Regions from separate parts of the Bicyclus anynana genome. Here region 2 is linked to region 1. A link is a contact called in public Hi-C data. All regions are on one chromosome and are shown on one strand. Each heading gives the region's core, a stretch centred on a gene start, on an enhancer-like site or on the middle of the called end of the contact. The rest is flanking DNA. Distances are from core to core; before and after follow the strand shown. Region 1 overlaps LOC112046535 (cGMP-dependent protein kinase, isozyme 2 forms cD4/T1/T3A/T3B). Region 2 overlaps LOC112046535 (cGMP-dependent protein kinase, isozyme 2 forms cD4/T1/T3A/T3B).

Region 1 (4,165 bases), core at 777-3,276:
CCTCCAGAGTCCAATTTCCGTTGACCATAAAAACACGAGTCTTTACACACTTTAAGCCCAGTTTTATGGACGGAAAAATACTTTAAACGTTACTTTATCTCCGAAATTTATGCGTATTTCATGAAGCTTTGGACATAAAATTGCTAAAAATACTATACTTTTGACTCCTTTGTTATGTTTGGGTATTATGGAATGTATCGCCGAGTTTCGCAAATAATGTGACTTGTGGCACAAAACAGTATTTAGGTAGTTGACACTGTAATAGAGATGATGACAGTTTTTTAAATTGTGTATAAATTAAGAGTACGCTAATAGTAAAAGTAATACGCTAATAGTAATTTTGTAAAAGTAACAGGGTATCTGCGATCATTACTTTCGGAGCTACAGGGATTTAAAGGGACAGATTTGCGGCGCTGCCGCGGATCCCTGAAAAACGCCCCATACAAAATGGTGGTGGTTATGACGTCGTAGGCAATTTATGATCGTTAGATTTGCATGGGCGTTTAAACAAAATTACTAATATCTTTGTTATTTGTGCGTTTATGTTTATAGTTCATGTATTAAAAAATGTCACATTTAATGTAAGGAAGCTAAAACTGTATGAATTTTCATCTAATTACGATGAAATATTTTTAGTAGATTTTGAAATTTTATAATCTTATTTATTTTGCAAATATCCAGTCAGTCTTAGCTTTTTATGTGTAAATTAGTTAACATTGACCTCATTAACCCGAATGTATCATAAAATCAACATATTCAAACCTAGTCATCATCCCCATTGTCAATCTCAAAGCAAGCTTACTGTAATCAAACCCTTATGCACACCACAGCTGATAGTGACCTAAAAATAATACTGAAACTGTTTCAATGTGTACATTATACAGCTATTATACAGCTCACTGATATGAGAATATAAATAAATGCATGTAGGTTGCTCTAGATTGACCTAATATTTCCGCGATATATTTTTAGCTCAGATAACAAACCGTGCCCACGTGATCACTGATATTGGAAATAATGTCTTCATCATCATAACACCAGCGACTAACGATCAAGTTTACTGTCAAGTTTGAAGGAAGGTTGGTGATGTAGTCATTAATATCGAAATATCGTTTTAAGTATGGTTACGATATCTTTTTCATTGCCCACATCTCTAAGTGTTTTGTAGGCTTCATGATAACTTGATCGTAAGTGGCTTTCCCAGAGAAAAAAAATATATTGCGAGGTACCTAGGTAGTTATGTAGAAGCAGTAACTACCTAGGTACTATGTTTTAGTGGGTGTCCTACATACTAATTCATATTGTGAGTCCTGTGTAATTTCTCCGTGTCTTACATATTTAAGAAATACGGAATGTTATTTAATTCTGTTCTATAAATAGCTGTTTAACCTTCACAGCCAAGAGTTATCTTAACAGTCGCGTTAGTGCTATTTAGGTTAAGCAATGGGTTTATAATTTTATCTTTAACTTCAAAAAAATAACGAATTCATGTTATTGTCACCTCAAACGCTAATTATGTAGGTTATTCGTTCTCATTTTATTTATTTATGTTATAAATGTTGTAGTGATATAAAACTAACTAACAAGAATAATAATAAGTTTTTTTTTCTATGAATGTATTGTAATTTAAGGACGCCATCTATTTAAGATAAATAACAATTCATAATACGACCACGTAGTACCGCTACTCGTCCACAGATGGCTCTTCATTAACATTACGTCTATCTAAACATGCTGTTGTAAAATTTAATAAATGTAGATATTTATTGCTTGTATTAATATTTAAATATTGTATTTTATGTATTTCGTGAATAAAATTTTCATTTTAATTTTTGATTTTTACAATGTGAATACAGGTTATATCAAGATATGTTTGACCAGAGGTTTTTATAGACCTTTTTGTTCTATAATGGTTGTGTGTTCTCTCCGTTACCAGTAGTAGTCACAAAATACGCGACCTCGCCAATGGTTGCGGCGCAAACACATTGATAAGTACGGGCTACTCGCGATGCATGTGATGGATTGTTCTTGGTACAAGTAATAAACGGGTTCTGAAAACATCTCGTACCTATTTAAGTATCTACAGACTAAGAAGTAAGAGTGAGAGAAGAGAGTATAGACACCTAGTTGCTCCGAGTAAGCTGAAAGATAGGTTAGCAGGTTTACGGATATTAAACTTACTTAACGTAATTAAACGTACCTACTTAACGTTTCAGCGAAGGAAAAAAAATACAGACTTCGTCCGTCCTTAGAACTCTTCAACCCAGCTTTACAGTATAGTTAGTAGTATCGCTGTAAAAATGGTAACTTTTCCCGTTTTCCCAACATTTCCCTTCACTGCTCTGCTCCTATTGATCGAAGCGTGATAAAAGTATACTATAACCTGCCCAGGAGTATGAAGAATAATTGTACCAAGTTTCGTTTCAATCCGTCGAGTAGTTTTTGTTTCTATAACGAACATACAGACAAACAAAAATTTACTGATTGCAGTTTTGGCATCAGTATCGATCACTAATCATCCCTGATAGTAACCTACCCTATTTACAACTAACCTACTCCTACCCTACCCCTAACCTACTCTTACCCTAAGCCTACAAAACCCCTACCCTACCTCTACCCTACCCTAATAAATATATAATGTAAGTAAACACAAAATTGTGCATGTATGCGCTCAGTGCAGTCGCTAAATTCGGATCACTTTTTTGCGGTGATTTTGTATGCACGTAACTTGTTACCAAGTAAGCCGGCTGCATTTCCGCCTCTAATGTCACCTAATCCTCAACAATTTTTCAGATAATATTATCTGTGCTAAGGCACGCTATCACTCATAGCTTGGCCAGCACTCGTATCTCGAGTGGTTAAAACTAGTAAATATGAGTTGGTTCGCTTGTCGTTTGTACAATATGAATTTATTGTCAGTCAGTCTGCGTCAACTCGCGCTCGTCTCTGCTGATCCTTAATCTGATCCTTAGTTTTGACCGATACGAATACAACGTCTGATCTATACGTCTTGAGTCTCGACCGATACGAATACAACGCAGTGTCGAAATAGTCCCTGATAAAGAAAAACGGAACGGTTAGCAAAACGGGAAGTTATCGATGACGGTTGAGTTTTAAAGTGCAAGTGTTGTGTTGTGTTGAAGCTATCTATTATTGGAACTTCGAAAATAGTTTATTCGTTAACTTCGAAATTAGTTTTTCGTTACGTTACGTGTTTCTTTAAGGTGAGGTATTATTTGTTTATTTTTTATACTCTTATTAGGCTTAGATATATTTATAAAGAGGCATAGTTAACAATCTATTTACGTGTGACGGTTTTTTTAAACTGAAAAACTACTTGACCGTCGGATTAGTGTTATTTATTTTTTTCTCTATTACATAAAATGGTAAAAACCGAAAAATGGACGATACTTAGATACTTATTGATATAAGTGTATAATTTTGTGCAAACAATAATTTTCACCTCCTATTATCTCTTTTTTTCGCGTTTTAGAGACATTTTATAAACATACTTGCCAACGCCCACGGACTTCGTCCGCGTGGAATTTAGTTTCCCTACCGTCTTTATCGGTATGGTGGTAACTAGCCACGGCCGAAGCTTCCCACCAGCCAGACCTGGAACAAATAAGAAAACCTTAATCGACCCAGCCGGGGATCGAACCCAAGACCTCTTGTTGTTGTCCACCGGGTATACCAATGCGCCACGGAGGCTTTCACTGTTAGGAAGCTACACTTTGACGCGGTGGATTTACAAAACTGAGGTCCTGGGTTCGATCCCCGGCTGGGCAGATTGAGATTTTCTTAATTGGTCCAGGTCTGGCTGGTGGGAGGCTTCAGACGCGGCTAGTTACCACCCTAACGCCAAAGACGTACCGTCTAGCGATTTAGCGTTCCGGTACGATGCCGTGTAGAAACCGAAAGGGTTGTTGATTTTTATCCTTTTCCTTACAAGATACCCCGCTTCCATCAAAGACTACATCATCACTTACCATCAGGTGAGATTGTAGTCAAGGGCTAACTTGTAAACAAAAAAAAATATATAAGGCAAGCAAGCAAGCAAAGCAAGAAATAAATTTAGTTTTTGGAATAAGTACCATATTAAGCACTCTAGCTCACTTGAAACTCCTCTTTTCCATTCCTCATTCTAACCTTAGAAGCTTTGCGC
Region 2 (4,165 bases), core at 984-3,483, 110 kb after region 1:
TGCGTGTGTGAAGTCTGCCAATCCGCATTGGGCCTGCGTGGTGGACTATTAGCCTAAACCCTCTCATTCTGAGAGGAAACTCGAGCTCAGCAGAGAGCCGTATATGGGTTGATAACGACGATATCCCCCGCGGTTTTACTGTTCCCATTACTTTGAGAATACTAGGGCAAAGTATATCCTATGACATTCACAAAGTACTTGGCTTTGTATTGGTTAAACAATTTTCAAAGTCTGTTAACAGATCCAGAGATTATCCCCTATAACCACACAAAGTTTACCTCTTCGTGTTATGATAAATAACTATGGTTATAAATATTAAAACCACAGTTTGGTGGGTAATGAATTTTTAAATTGGGGCTGCACTTTAAGCAATGACCTTTTATGTCAAGTTTAAATATGTAGTTTATTTTAAGTGGGCCGCAGCACATTAGTCACTCGGCTGAGATTCGTGACTTGCGAACATTACTCATTTCACCGCAAATATTGGTTTCAGGTGGTATGATGTAGACTCAAATGGATTTTACAGGTGACCTCATGAGAGCTAGTAGCAGGGTTACATTAACAAACCCCTCTCGGAAAATAATTGTAATTGTTTGGGCCCAGAGCGGCAAAAATTAAGTAAGACAAAATTGATTTATTCCAATATGGTTGGAGGTAGCGATACGCCGCGCGTACGACTTCATACCCGCGCAGTCCGTCCCTCTGCCCCGCTCACAATTAATTCTTTTAAGGGTAACAGTAATTCTTTTAAGGGTAATTGCATACAATTTATAATAAACTGCCACTTGAAACAGCGGACACGTTTTTCAATAAGTTCAAAGTTTTTATTAAACGCAAGCTTATAGAAAAGTCGTATTATAGAGTTAATGATTACATAATCACACTTCACATCACACTAATTACACTAATATTATAAAGGCGAAATTTTGTGTGAAGTGTGAAAGTGTGTAAGTATGTTTGTTCCTCTTTTACGCTGCGGCTACTGAAGCGATTTGGCTGAAATTTGGTATGGAAATAGATTTTAGTCTGGATTAACACATAGGCTACTTTTCATCCCGGAAAAATCCATGGTTCCCGCGGGATTTGTAAAGAACTGAATTCCACGCGGACGCTACTAAATAATAAATATCTAAATGGATAAATTAATTTTAATATAATTTACCTGCCTTACATAATCAAGTCTAGTAAACAAAGTAATTGAACTTACTATAAATAAAATATAATGATGGAAACCGCTTTGAATGCGGATGCAACTCGTTTTCATTATTTTATACACTTAGTATTAATTACGGATAATATGAACCTACCATTACAGTTCTCGGGAACCAATTACCGAGACTCATCTAACATTCACAACACGCCATCTTGGATTTATAAAAAAGAACCCAGAACACACTCGAATAGATGCCATCATTAACATTATATTTGGTTCACTATAACGTACGAATCTCGTCTCATCAGTGCTGGATTATTAGCTTATTAGCACAGAATACAAGCAATCGCTTAAAGCACAAAAATTGTTCGTACTCGACTAAAATACTTCAGTAGTCCGAACTAGGCCAGGACATTCCATCTTCGGGCACCAGAGACGAAAAAAAACGAGCGAAATCAATTGACGTTGATTGATACTTATTACACCTACGTATGACTATATTTTTTTAATCATTATTTGTATTTTATTTAGGAATATAGGAGAAGATTGTTTAGGTCATCAAGTTACTTTAATCCGGCACTGCCTCTACTGAATGAGAGGGGGGTTAGGCTAATAGTCCACCACGCTGGCCCAATGCGGATTGGTAGACTTCACACGTAGAGAATTGAGAAAATTACTAGGTTGCAGGTTTCCTCACGTTTGATACTCGTCGTATTTAATTTATTTTTTAAAATGCTCATAAATGAAATGTTGTGACGTGTATGCCCCATACCAGATTCGAACCTATGCACTCCGAATCGAAGGCAGTGGTGGTGCAAATCACGTGAGTTAACACTGCGACTGGATTATCATTATAAATTAGATAAATATAAAAACAAATATCTTTTAAAATTTAAATTGTACAGTTTTAATAATGTTTCCTTTTATTTTACCAGATCTCGGGAGTTAATCAAGAGTGCAATCCTGGATAACGACTTCATGAAGAACCTAGAGATGACGCAGATTAGAGAGATTGTGGACTGCATGTATCCAGTTGAATATGCCGCCGGCAGTCTCATCATCAAAGAAGGAGATGTTGGCAGCATCGTGTACGTTATGGAAGGTAAGGTTACAACATATTTATTATACCGCCATCTAGTGTAGATTAGCAGACTTAGACTTAGCGCTTTTACGTTACGCGCCATCTGTTGAGCAGTAGCTAAACTATTACAACTAACAAAGTAGCTATTAGTTCCATACAATCAATATAGATGGCAACAAAACTAAAAGAAAGGAATATTTTTATTTGTTTTTCTACCTAAAAGCAACACGTTTTAGATGTAAAATCATTAAAAAAAAATAATTCACAATATTTAGATTTGTCGTGTAGTAAAATTATAGTTACAATTATTAGAAAGAAATCTACAAATTGTTATTATTATTGTAGAATGTACTTAAGAAGCTTACTTTTATCTTAAAGTTTAATCCAATAAATAGAAGTAGATACTTATAAATTGAGTTTTTTTAATAATATATCGACGACAGTAAAGTTGTTGTGCCTCGTTGATAACTTTCTCTCAACGCGAAAGCGGAAAAACAGCAGCGACACCAACTTTTCTTGCGAGACACGGGAGTAGGTGAGGGAAACCTTATACATTCTGATGTAAATACTGTAGGTACTATACTAAAGGTAAACTCGATGTGCAATGTTTATCAACAAACACATTAAAAATTAGGGTATAATAACTAACGATTTGCTAGTCATTTCCTAATAATACTTAAAATTACCTAACTTGTACCTATTTTTTTTTATCTCTCCTTATTCCTGCAATCTGTCGTGAGACGTTCTGCGGGATTTTATGTATTTGTATTATGGCGTGTTTGGTGCGAAATCCAGTGTATTTCATGACATCTTGTGGTGCTCATCTCTTGAGAGTAGTACCATAAACCTACCTGTTGCCTTTTGAAAGTTGTACCTAAATTAATGACAATTTTGACAAGATTTTCAATCAAATTTCATACAAAAACAATACATAATTTTATGTAGGTAAATTATATATGAAATTACATGAGTTTTCTACCTTCATTTTTAATTTGTTTGTTGATAAATAATGATCGCAGATATCCTGTTACCTACTCCTAATTTATATACAATTTGTACTGTCATCATCCCTATTCGGCTTTATTGTAGATTCACTTATATAATGGTTTAACGATATTTTTATTTTTGCTACTCTTAATAGAAGATAAATACCATAAACAAGTTAATGGAAGTCAAATTATTTAGAACAGTAGAATTATTTAAAAAAACAAATACCTAACTCAAATTACATAAAAACTGAAGATTTACTTTAAGTCGATTTAGATCAATTAGAAAATCTTTCGGTCTAAAATAAATTTCTTATTCATCTTTTTATCAAGCAGCATGATTTAATTTGAAATGAATGACCAAAGAACTTATTGAAAAATATCAATCTGTTTGAAGGTTAAGAGGTTACACTGCAAAAAGTTGTTTTGATTCGGTATCGAGGTCGCTTCTATATTTGGAAGTTAATAGACATTTTTTAAATCTGCCTAAATATGAAATTTGTGTCCAAATGTTTTGATACTCCATTGTAAGAGTAATATACCTACATACCTACTCGTAGTAGAGAAAACACCCATTCAATACAAAACCATTTTGTAAATGCCTTTTTGGGAATTTATGCAAGGTAAGTACTCCTACTTTTTTGGCTTAACCTAGCCTTACTTGACCGGTCTTTTACTTGGAAGTAGTTAGTTACTCCACGCCTAGGAAACGAAAGAGATCTAGATTGCTGACATCCGCGAACGAAACGACGAAAAGTTAAAAGTTAAAATCTGTTTATTTCCAGTTGGCTTAATTTACGAGCATTTTTAAAAAGTCAACTTCTAGCAAACCTTTACCGGTTCAAAAGGCAAAAAATTAATAATAATTTAATAAGTTCCTAAGCCTAAGGTTGCCTGGAAGAGATCGCTACTATAAGCGATAAGGCCGAATTTTGTATTCTACTT

Evidence for each region. Hi-C and Micro-C count contacts between places; a contact is called where the count stands out from the background.
Region 2: a Hi-C map of whole body shows a contact between it and region 1, with 3 times the contacts expected there. The contact joins two enhancer-like sites. A contact is called at or near these places in 2 of 2 Hi-C or Micro-C datasets (whole body and whole larva).

What each region holds. Positions count from the first base shown.
Region 1 is chr19:10,480,290-10,484,454 of ilBicAnyn1.1, forward strand. All of the region lies in intron 1 of LOC112046535 (cGMP-dependent protein kinase, isozyme 2 forms cD4/T1/T3A/T3B), which reads left to right. Among protein-coding and RNA genes, the nearest start is that of LOC112046535, 43 kb to the left of the region's middle. Within about 2 kb of position 2,027, at least 6 of the 8 cell types and tissues checked have open chromatin away from gene starts, as enhancers often do.
Region 2 is chr19:10,587,083-10,591,247 of ilBicAnyn1.1, forward strand. It overlaps LOC112046535 (cGMP-dependent protein kinase, isozyme 2 forms cD4/T1/T3A/T3B), which reads left to right. Exons shown (of 12, transcript XM_024083203.2): 3 at 2,089-2,255. Among protein-coding and RNA genes, the nearest start is that of LOC128199180, 18 kb to the left of the region's middle. Within about 2 kb of position 2,234, at least 8 of the 8 cell types and tissues checked have open chromatin away from gene starts, as enhancers often do.